Linked DNA regions of Mus musculus: regions 1 and 3 are each linked to region 2. A link is a contact called in public promoter capture Hi-C data. All regions are on one chromosome and are shown on one strand. Each heading gives the region's core, a stretch centred on a gene start, on an enhancer-like site or on the middle of the called end of the contact. The rest is flanking DNA. Distances are from core to core; before and after follow the strand shown. Region 1 has its middle 5.2 kb from the start of Wee1. Region 2 holds the start of Lyve1 (lymphatic vessel endothelial hyaluronan receptor 1). Region 3 overlaps Swap70 (SWA-70 protein).

Region 1 (2,905 bases), core at 291-2,790, 750 kb after region 2:
AGAGAAATCCTATCACCAAAATACAAAACAAAGCAAAAAAACAAAACAAAACAAAACAAACCTCAGTGGCTCATACCTATTCGTAATTCTAGCACCTTGGAAACTGAGGTGGAAGGAGAAGATCCGTGAAAATGCAATGGCATCCTGGGCCAAAAGAGAGACCCTGTGCAAAAAAGCCAAATAGACTAGGGATGTGGCTCAGTTGGTAGAGTTCTTGCTTAACATGTGTGAAGCTTTGGGTTCAATCCCTGATAGCCTGAGCTGAGTGTGGCAGCACATACCTGCATTCCTGGGAAGTATGTGCCTGGGAAGTAGTGGCCGGAGAATGGGAGGCTAGCTTGGGTTATGTGAGTCTGTCTTTAGAAATAAATGTTTAAACAGGGCTCAGAGTCGGGTGGTGGTGGAGCACACTTTTAATCCCAGCACTTGGGAGGCAGAGGCAGGTGGATTTCTGAGTTCGAGGCCAGCCTGGTCTACCAAGTGAGTTCCAGGACAGCCAGAGCTACACAGAGAAACCCTGTCTCGATAAACCAAAAACCAAAAAAAGAAAAACAACAACAACAGGGCTCAGTAGGGCTGGTGAGATGGCTCAGTGAGTAAGAGCACCCACCAACTGCTCTTCCGAAGGTCTGGAGTTCACGTGGTGGCTCACAACCATCCGTAAGGAGATCTGACTCCCTCTTCTCGAGTGTCTGAAGACAGCTACAATGTACTTACATATAATAAATAAACAAATCTTAAAAAAAAAAAGCACAGGACTCAGTAATGTTAAAGTGTAATGTTAAATTGATGTACAATGTGCTCTTATATAGATTATGAAATGTTATCAGAGATACTGCTCAATGGTAGAGCACTCACCTAGCACTTGTGAGGTGACCTCCAGTACACACACACACACACACACACACGCGCGCGCGCGCCAGTCTGTTAAAACCAGTGTGTGACTTTCTTTTGCCTGATGTTCATTTGTCTGTTCTCTTCCACCCTGGCCTGGAACCAAGTTTTGTTTCTACAACTCCATTGACTTTAATCCCAGGAACTTTTTAAAGGAAAATCTAGTGATGATCTTTGTGACAGAAGTCCCCAAATGACTAAGCTACCCAGGCCCCACTCCCTCCAGCTAAGCACAGGGCATGATGTTATGGTTTAATTTCAGCAACATCTAACTGAAACAATTCTGATTTTTAAAATTGCATGCTCCTCCAAGTACAGTACAAAATGTACTAGACGGGAGGGTTCCACCCACTTGCCCCAGGCTAGAGAAGTCAAATCTCCAGTTCTCTCCCCACCCAGTTGTTCCTAACAGTAATGTTGCTTGGCAACTGCTGCAGACTCACACTCTGGGTACAGTTAGCTGAGGGACAAAACAAAACAAAACAAAACAAAAAAACAGTAGGGAAGAATTTAGCAGGAGGGAGAACAATTTGTTTATCCTCCTTAGACCAATGACTTAGCAGATAAAAGCCTTGAATGCCCCTACTGGCTCATTCACTTTCCTTGTCCCATTTTAGTTGAGACAAGAGACACCCTCTCCAGTACTTTAAATGCAGGACAGCACATGAGTCCAGGCCTGTTCTCATTAACATAAGCTCTGCCCTCCAGACTAAGTTCTTCAGAACTAAGAACTATCTTTTTTTCTCAGTGATGTAATCAGAGGAATATTTCATGAGACTAGAGGGGCTTTCCAAAAAGCAGTCTTTTCTAGTTTGTGTTTAAGCCCTGGAGAAATAGTTCACCTCTGATAGATTTCTAGAGTTTTTGTTCTGTTGTGTTTTCCTCTTTTAAAGCTTCCTTGGGGGCTGGTGAGATGGCTTAGTGGGTAAGAGCACCTGACTGCTCTTCCGAAGGTCGGAAGTTCAAATCCCAGCAACCACATGGTGGCTCACAACCATCCGTAATGAGATCTGATGCCCTCTTCTGGTATGTCTGAAGCTACAGTGTACTTACAAGTAATAAATAAATAAATAAATAAATAAATAAATAAATAAATAAATAAATCTTTAAAAAAAAAAAGGCTTCCTTGGGGCCTGAGTTCAAGCCCTGGGACTCACCTATGAAAGGAAAGAACCAAAGTTATCCTGAACTCCCAACTGGTAAGGGTGCTTACTACCAAACCTGATGACTGAGTTCAATCACTAGTACCTCCTGGAGTGAAGGAGAAAACAAATTCCAAGTTGTCCTCTGACCTCTACACATGCACCTTGGCTTGTGCACTCCCCCCCCCACACATACAATAAATCATAATAATAAAAAACTTAATGTAATTTGTTTAAAGCTTCGTTAGTCAAAATTCAGAATTGCAGAAACAGTTCTGTGTTAGAGCTAAAGAGACTGGCTCAGTAGTCAAGAACAATGGCTGCTTTTCCAAAAGGAAAAAGCATTTTTCCTAGCATCCACATGGAAGCTCACAACTGTGACTCCAGTTCCTGAAGATATGACACCCTTTCTGGCCTGCAGAGACACCAGGCATGCATGTAGTTTACAGACATACATGCAGGGAAAACAAAACAAAAACCCTGCTTATATACATAAAGTAAAATAATAATTAAAAAAAATAAAGTTGGGGCTGAAGACATGGTTCATTAGCTGCTCTTCCAGAGGTCCTGAGTTCAATTCCTGGCACCCACAAAGTGGCTCACAACTATCTGTAATGGGAACTGATTCCCTCTTCTGTCATGCAGACACACATGCAAAACAGAACACTCATATGCATAAATAAATACATATTTTAAAAAATGGGGGGCTGGTGAGATGGTTCAGTGGGTAAGAGTACCCGACTGCTCTTCCAAAGGTCCGGAGTTCAAATCCCAGCAACCACACGGTGGCTCACAACCATCTGTAATGAGATCTGACGCCCTCTTCTGGTGTGTCTGAAGACAGCTACAGTGTACTTACATATAATAAA
Region 2 (3,047 bases), core at 13-2,512:
GGACCTGAGTTCAGTTCCCAGCATCCATGTTAGGCAGCTCATAACTATGTGTAACCCCAGCTCTTTAGGGTCTGATACCCTCTTTTGGTCTCCTGGGTATTTGCACTCATGTACACATAGCCACATATGGACACACACACACACACACACACACACACACACACACACACACACTACCACTCCCATAAAGGACACTTACTTTTGAGGAAAACTCACAGCCCTTTGCTCCAGGCGTTACTCCAGAGCTCCAACTGTAATTATTGAAGAAGAACCACTGAAAACCCCGCTTGGAGATACAGAGTGCATTCTGATTTAACACAGTGTGGCTGTCTGTCATATGTGTCACATGAAGACGTTGGAGTCTAAGATGAATTCCACCAGCACCCAGCGAAAAGTAACTGTGGGAACTGTGACACAATAATCCCTGTGGTGATCACTGTTACACAAATCAAAACTCCTTTTGTAAGGTGCAAAGTGTCTAATTTTTTTAAAAAAATAAATGGTTTGTTACTTATGTTTTATAACTGTGAATTTTAAAAATGATTTATTAATCTGTATGCATACTTGTGAGTGGGTATGTGCAATGAGCGTGGGTGTCTGCAGAAATTAGAAGATGGCATAAATCCCCTGGGGTTGGAATTCCAGGTGGTTATGAGCTGCCCAGTGTGGGTTCTGGGATCCAAACTCAGGCCCTCTGGAAGGGCAGCCCATGCTCTGAACTGTTAAGCCACTGTTTCAGCTCCAGATAAGACTTTTATGAGTCTTGTCTCTCTGAAAAATGAATCTCCTAGCAATGTTGATCTGTCCCGTGTATGTAAGAAGTTCCAAAGGAAGGAGTGGTGCTTTTATGAGCAGTCACTATCCTAAGCCTCACTATTATTTCCTTACACATTACAAGGCAATGCATCTGAGAGGTGGTGGGCACTGCTTGTACAAAGGAAAAGAAACACAATCCATCTTCAGTCTCTTAGCGGCAGAGCCAGTCACGGGCGGACATGAATGAATGGGCTCCGCAAAGCATCACACTGGAGAGTGTGGGAACTGAGTCCACAGGGGAATATGGGAACTGGGGAAATCTTCAGCAGCTGACACAGTGCTATCTGCCTTCCTCACCCGTGTGCTTTCTGAGTCAGCATTAGCTAAATGTTCCAGAAAGCCATCCACAAAGTACAGCCTGGGCGTTCAAGGGATGTCATTCATTTCCTCCAGTGATTTTGACAAATCAGAAGCTTGAAAGCAGGGAAATCCTCAGCCTATTTCCAGAACTCTCCATCCAGCTTGGTGATTGAACATCTGTCTCCCTTACTGCGGGTGGCCAGCCACAGTGCCCCGGAGGGATCTGCACAATGCTCCAGCACACTAGCCTGGTGTTACTCCTCGCCTCTATTTGGACCACTAGGCACCCAGTCCAAGGTGCCGACCTCGTGCAAGGTAGGTGTCTTACCAGGTTTCTACACGGAGGCTACACAAGGGCTTGGGAAGCGTCCAAGGCTCCCCCTGCTCTTGACCATGGACTGTTGGGAATGGAGGAGACTTGTGAGGTTATCAGATTGAGTGGATCTTATTGCTTACCCAAAGAGGTTTGACTGCACTGCAGACTCTCCAAATGACTCACACTCACCTTGACATCACTTAGAATTTTATTTGGGGTTATGGAAAGTTTTTAACGATAATAATTTGACTTTTTTTAAAAATGAGAAGTCATTTGTTTTTAAAGGATTTTATTCAAGGAGCAAACCAAGGTTATGAACATTGAAAGCAGTCATCAAGTCCAAGGAAAAATGGGTATATTTTATTAAATCCTGCCCACTTTATACTACTCTGTTAATATAATTGCTTTAATCGCAAGGATATTCTGCCACTAGAGGAATGCAATGTTTTAATCTGCAGTAACTTTAATCTGCAGGGAATTAACTGACAATTTGGGTTTAAATGTTTCCCATCAGCAGCTGTGAAGGGAGGGACTCCAGTTGCTTCTGTGTTTGTGGGCTGCGTTCATGGAGACCTCATTTGGCATAGTAGGAAAAACGCTGAAATCACAAACCACTTATTACTGTCCTGGGCAAGTGAAGTAACAGGTTCATTAAAGAGAACCCTTCTGCTGAAGATGCCCTGAAACAGGAGACATATCAGGATCAGATGTTCGGAGTTGATTCATATATTGCTGGATTTGACTTTTATGAGAGATTAGAGTAGATGATTATGCCTCCTCCCCCCCACCAATACCAGAACTGTCACTTTAAAATAAACCTGGTCCTCTTAGCAATGCCATCAGGAGGCCATACACACAACAAACACACACACACACACACACACACACACACACACACACACACACACACACCCCACAGTCCACAGTGCTACAATTACACCAATTATTTTGGAAGGTTTTTTTGTTTGTTTGTTTGTTTGTTTGTTTGTTATGCTTTGGGGTTTTTTTTTGGCGGGGGGGGGGGGTCTCTTGTAGCCCAGGCTAGCCATACGTTCACTATGTAGCTGAAAGTGATCTTGAAGTGATCCTTTCTTCCTTCACACAGTAGATGTAGGGATTACAAGAGTGTCGTGTTCAGTCCCACGCTGTGACAAAGCATGAATTTCAGGCTTTGTGCCTGCTAGACAGGTACTCCAAACTGAGCCACATCCCTCGCTCTTAGACCCCTGCCACACTATTTGCTTCCTCCTCAACAATGGCATTTTGTTTCCTAAGGAAATTAAGTTCTTGCAAAGAGTAGAAAGTTACCATCATCCAGCTGGCCTCAGTGGTGCTGAGGTGAGCAGTGGGTGCAGACAGGAACTTCTTAAAAGGCTTGTTACAGAGAGAGTCAGAATGGAGCGTGTGTAGAGTCGCACTGACTCCTCTGTCAGAAAACATTTCCTATGTGGGAAAAAACAGTCTCCGTGCATCCAAGGGGTTCGTCTAAGGCCCCGCAGGTAGACGATCCTAACACTTGGTATTGCCTCCGCCCTATCAGACTCCCAAGAGCACGCTGTTCCCGTGATCTGTGACATTTTCTAAGTCTTATAGAACGTGTAGCCTTGGATTCCAG
Region 3 (3,030 bases), core at 42-2,541, 590 kb after region 2:
CTGTCCATACCACGAGCCTTTTGAGAATGAAAAGGATCCTGGCTGCCTCAGGATGACAGGGACACCTCAAAGCAAATGAAGACATGTAACCATACTAACTAAGCATTTATCACCCCCACAGCATACAATTCTGCTTAGGGGTGTGGAAAACAAGGCACCCATCTTTTCCCTCTACCTCTCTGGTACACAGAAAATGCTTAATAAAGGATAACGCACAAACAAGCACACAACCCCCCCAGCAGCCACCCAAGGCACAGCAAAGCCAGGATGAAGTAGCAGCCAGGCCTTCCAGAGCTGAGGCAGCGGTTCTCAGACTCACCAGCTTCTCCCGCTCCAGCTCCGTGCTGAACCTGGTCTGTAGCTCCACCTGAGTCTGCAAGCGTTTCTTTTCCTCGTCTGCCGCACGAGAGGCTGCTTCCTCCAGTTTCTAATCAGTCAGAAGCCCATCCCCAGAAAAGCAAGATTGTTACAGCGGAAGAGAAATTCTTGCTTAAGCATATAACAAAAATTAATAAAATTACTAAATTAATAAAAATTAAATAAAAGCTATGAGACCAGTCTGCCCAGTCAGCGCATAAAACAAATCCGGTACAAATGACTCGATGCTAAACACTGTACACAGAGAATCCGAGGAGACCACTGGATCATTATCACTTGCAACTATGCTCATAGTCTGACCTAGTTCTGGAGCTTTCTATACAGTGCTGTCTCCCACCACACTATTCCTTACTCGTTACCACAGCTCAGCTTCCAGGCAGGTGACACAGGGAGCTTCCTCAACCCCCACCCCCACCCATCCTCAACCCCCTCCAAGAACAACTGGTTTAAAAAAACAAACCACATTAAAGCTTGCAGATTATCCTAGCGTGTTGAAGCTGTACCTGAGCGGTGGAGTGCTTGCCCAGCATACACAAGGCCCCAAAGTTGATCCATTCCACCCTCAAAGGACAAAAGGCAAAACACAAACAAACAAATACACAGAAAACAAAAAGGCTGTGGTGTTTCAGGCACCCCCTCCCCTCCCCCAGGCAAGAAGGAAATGCCACTCCTGGCAGAAGAAAGCTGAGACAAGGGCGCCCTCTGTCCTCTGCTCACAGCCCAGGCTGGGTAAGGGAAGAGCTGCTGCTGGGTTTTCACTGGGGTCAAGGCTGGCAGGCAGAGAAGACAGGTCTAAACTCACTTGGGCAAAAGCTCCACAGGGGGAGAAGGAAACAGAGGTGACAGCAGGCGGTGCCCTCTGCTCTTAAGGCAGGACTGTGGATGGCTCCAAGTATGTGCTGCTGTCTCCACACAAGCTCATACAACTTGCAATCCTCCTGCTTCAGCCTTCCAAGTGCTGAGGTTATAGGTCCCTAGCACCCACGCACCCAGCCTTCCAGGGAAGTTTCGCTCAAGGAGAAAAGCAAGCACTGCAGCGCTCACCAAACATAACTTTGCTATGTAAGGCATACAAAGGAGATTTGGGCAGTGATTAAGAGCAGTCCCACCGGGAAGCAAACCAACCAGATTAGTTAAGCCTGACAGAAGCAGGAAGGTCTGGCTAGGCAGAGCCCTCTCTAAGACTGGCCTTGAGAGGACACGGGTCTGAACTTAACCTCAGACTGAGGCTGCTTCATTCCTAGGCACTGCGGAAATCATAGCAAACATCCAGAACTCAGTGAACTCTAGCGGTCAGTCAGGGGTGACGGGAAGGAAAGTCTACAGGGAGAAGAGGAGAGCCGTGTGGAGGGTCATGCCAGGTGACTGTGGCTGCGCACACCCCAGCTTGCTGCCCTAAGGAGCAGACTGAAGGCCTCGGGGGTCCAGGAAATAGTCCAGCCAAGTCACTACTAAATAAATAACCACACAATGGCAAGCTTCGGGTAGGGGTGTCAGGATCAGTATCCATAGTTCCCACACCACCTTATCTTCTAAAACATCCAGTTTTCAACTAAAAAAAAAAGTATGAGGAAACAGGAAAGTGTAACCCCTATGTAGGAAAACAGTCAACAGGCACAGCCTTTGAAGCAGCACAGGAGCATATCTACAAAGCCATTACAATAAATATACTATAAAAGAATGACAGGAAGTCACAGTTAGAGATATAATAGAAGGAATAACAATATTCGGTCAAGTGGAGAAAGCATATCAATAAAGAGGCTAATTAATTTTTTTCCATTTCAGTTTTTTCTATTAGATATTTTCTTCATTTACATTTCAAATGCTATCCTGAAAGTCCCCTATACCCTCCCCCTGCCCTACTCCCCAACCCACCCACTCCCGCTTCCTGGCCCTGGCGTTCCCCTGTACTGGGCATATAATCTTCCCAAGACCAAGGGCCAAAGAGGCTAATATAAAAGAACCAAATGGAGAATGATGAGCTGCAATGTTCAAGAACCGACTGAAGAGTAAGTCTTCTAGAGGACGGTGTGCACGCCGTGCACAGCGTGCACAGCATTAGGAAGCCAGGGCGTGGTGTGCTGGAGCACACCTAGGACTCCTGAACTGGAAGCTGCAAGAGGAAGAGCAGACGTTCAAGGCCAACTTCCCTATGTAGAGAGTTGAAGGCTAGCCAGGACTTCAAGATCTTATTTCAAAAAAGAATCAACTAGAGGGGCTCAACAATCTCTTTGGGCTACTAAAGAGATACACAGAAATTATACAGTCAGAAGGACAGAAAAACAAGAAAAATAAACAGCATCAGAGAATCTGGTGACTGTTACACACAATATTCTGTTCAACAGCATGTGGAACAAGTAAAAAGGGAGCAAAAATACTTGAAGAAATACATGGAAATTTTACCCAACATAATGGAAAACCTTGGTCCACATTCTATAAATTCTAAACAGATAAAAAAAAAAAAACAAAGACAGTGCCAGACATGGTGGCCTCATCATTCCTCCCAGGCAGAGCTGATTTCTGAGTTAGAGGTCAGTGTGGTCTACACAGGAAGCTTTGGGCCAGCCAAAGCTGCATACTGAGGCCCTGCCGTAAAACAAGGACAGCGGCAGTCGCAACACCACAGTAAAACCACAAAGAGACGTTGAGAGC

Evidence for each region. Promoter capture Hi-C pulls out the DNA fragments that hold promoters and counts their contacts.
Region 1: a contact with region 2 is called in a promoter capture Hi-C map of stem cell-derived epiblast-like cells, with 2.6 times the contacts expected there. The contact joins the enhancer-like site here to the promoter of Lyve1 in region 2. A contact is called at or near these places in 4 of 39 promoter capture datasets (hippocampal neurons, liver and stem cell-derived epiblast-like cells) and 2 of 115 datasets of contacts at active chromatin or transcription factors (the 230-238 cell line and pancreatic cancer cells).
Region 3: a promoter capture Hi-C map of liver shows a contact between it and region 2, with 2.0 times the contacts expected there. The contact joins the enhancer-like site here to the promoter of Lyve1 in region 2. A contact is called at or near these places in 7 of 39 promoter capture datasets (cranial neural crest, hippocampal neurons, liver and 3 more).

What each region holds. Positions count from the first base shown.
Region 1 is chr7:110,115,421-110,118,325 of GRCm38.p6, reverse strand. No RefSeq gene overlaps it. Among named protein-coding and RNA genes, the nearest start is that of Wee1, 5.2 kb to the left of the region's middle. Within about 2 kb of position 1,540, at least 78 of the 459 cell types and tissues checked have an H3K27ac peak or open chromatin away from gene starts, as enhancers often do. A contact at or near this core is called in stem cell-derived epiblast-like cells, where this site is marked.
Region 2 is chr7:110,861,168-110,864,214 of GRCm38.p6, reverse strand. It overlaps Lyve1 (lymphatic vessel endothelial hyaluronan receptor 1), which reads left to right and starts at 1,262. Exons shown (of 6, transcript NM_053247.4): 1 at 1,262-1,431. The coding sequence starts at 1,347.
Region 3 is chr7:110,270,657-110,273,686 of GRCm38.p6, reverse strand. It overlaps Swap70 (SWA-70 protein), which reads right to left. Exons shown (of 12, transcript NM_009302.3): 8 at 320-427. Among named protein-coding and RNA genes, the nearest start is that of Gm32861, 16 kb to the left of the region's middle. Within about 2 kb of position 1,291, at least 42 of the 459 cell types and tissues checked have an H3K27ac peak or open chromatin away from gene starts, as enhancers often do. A contact at or near this core is called in liver, where this site is marked.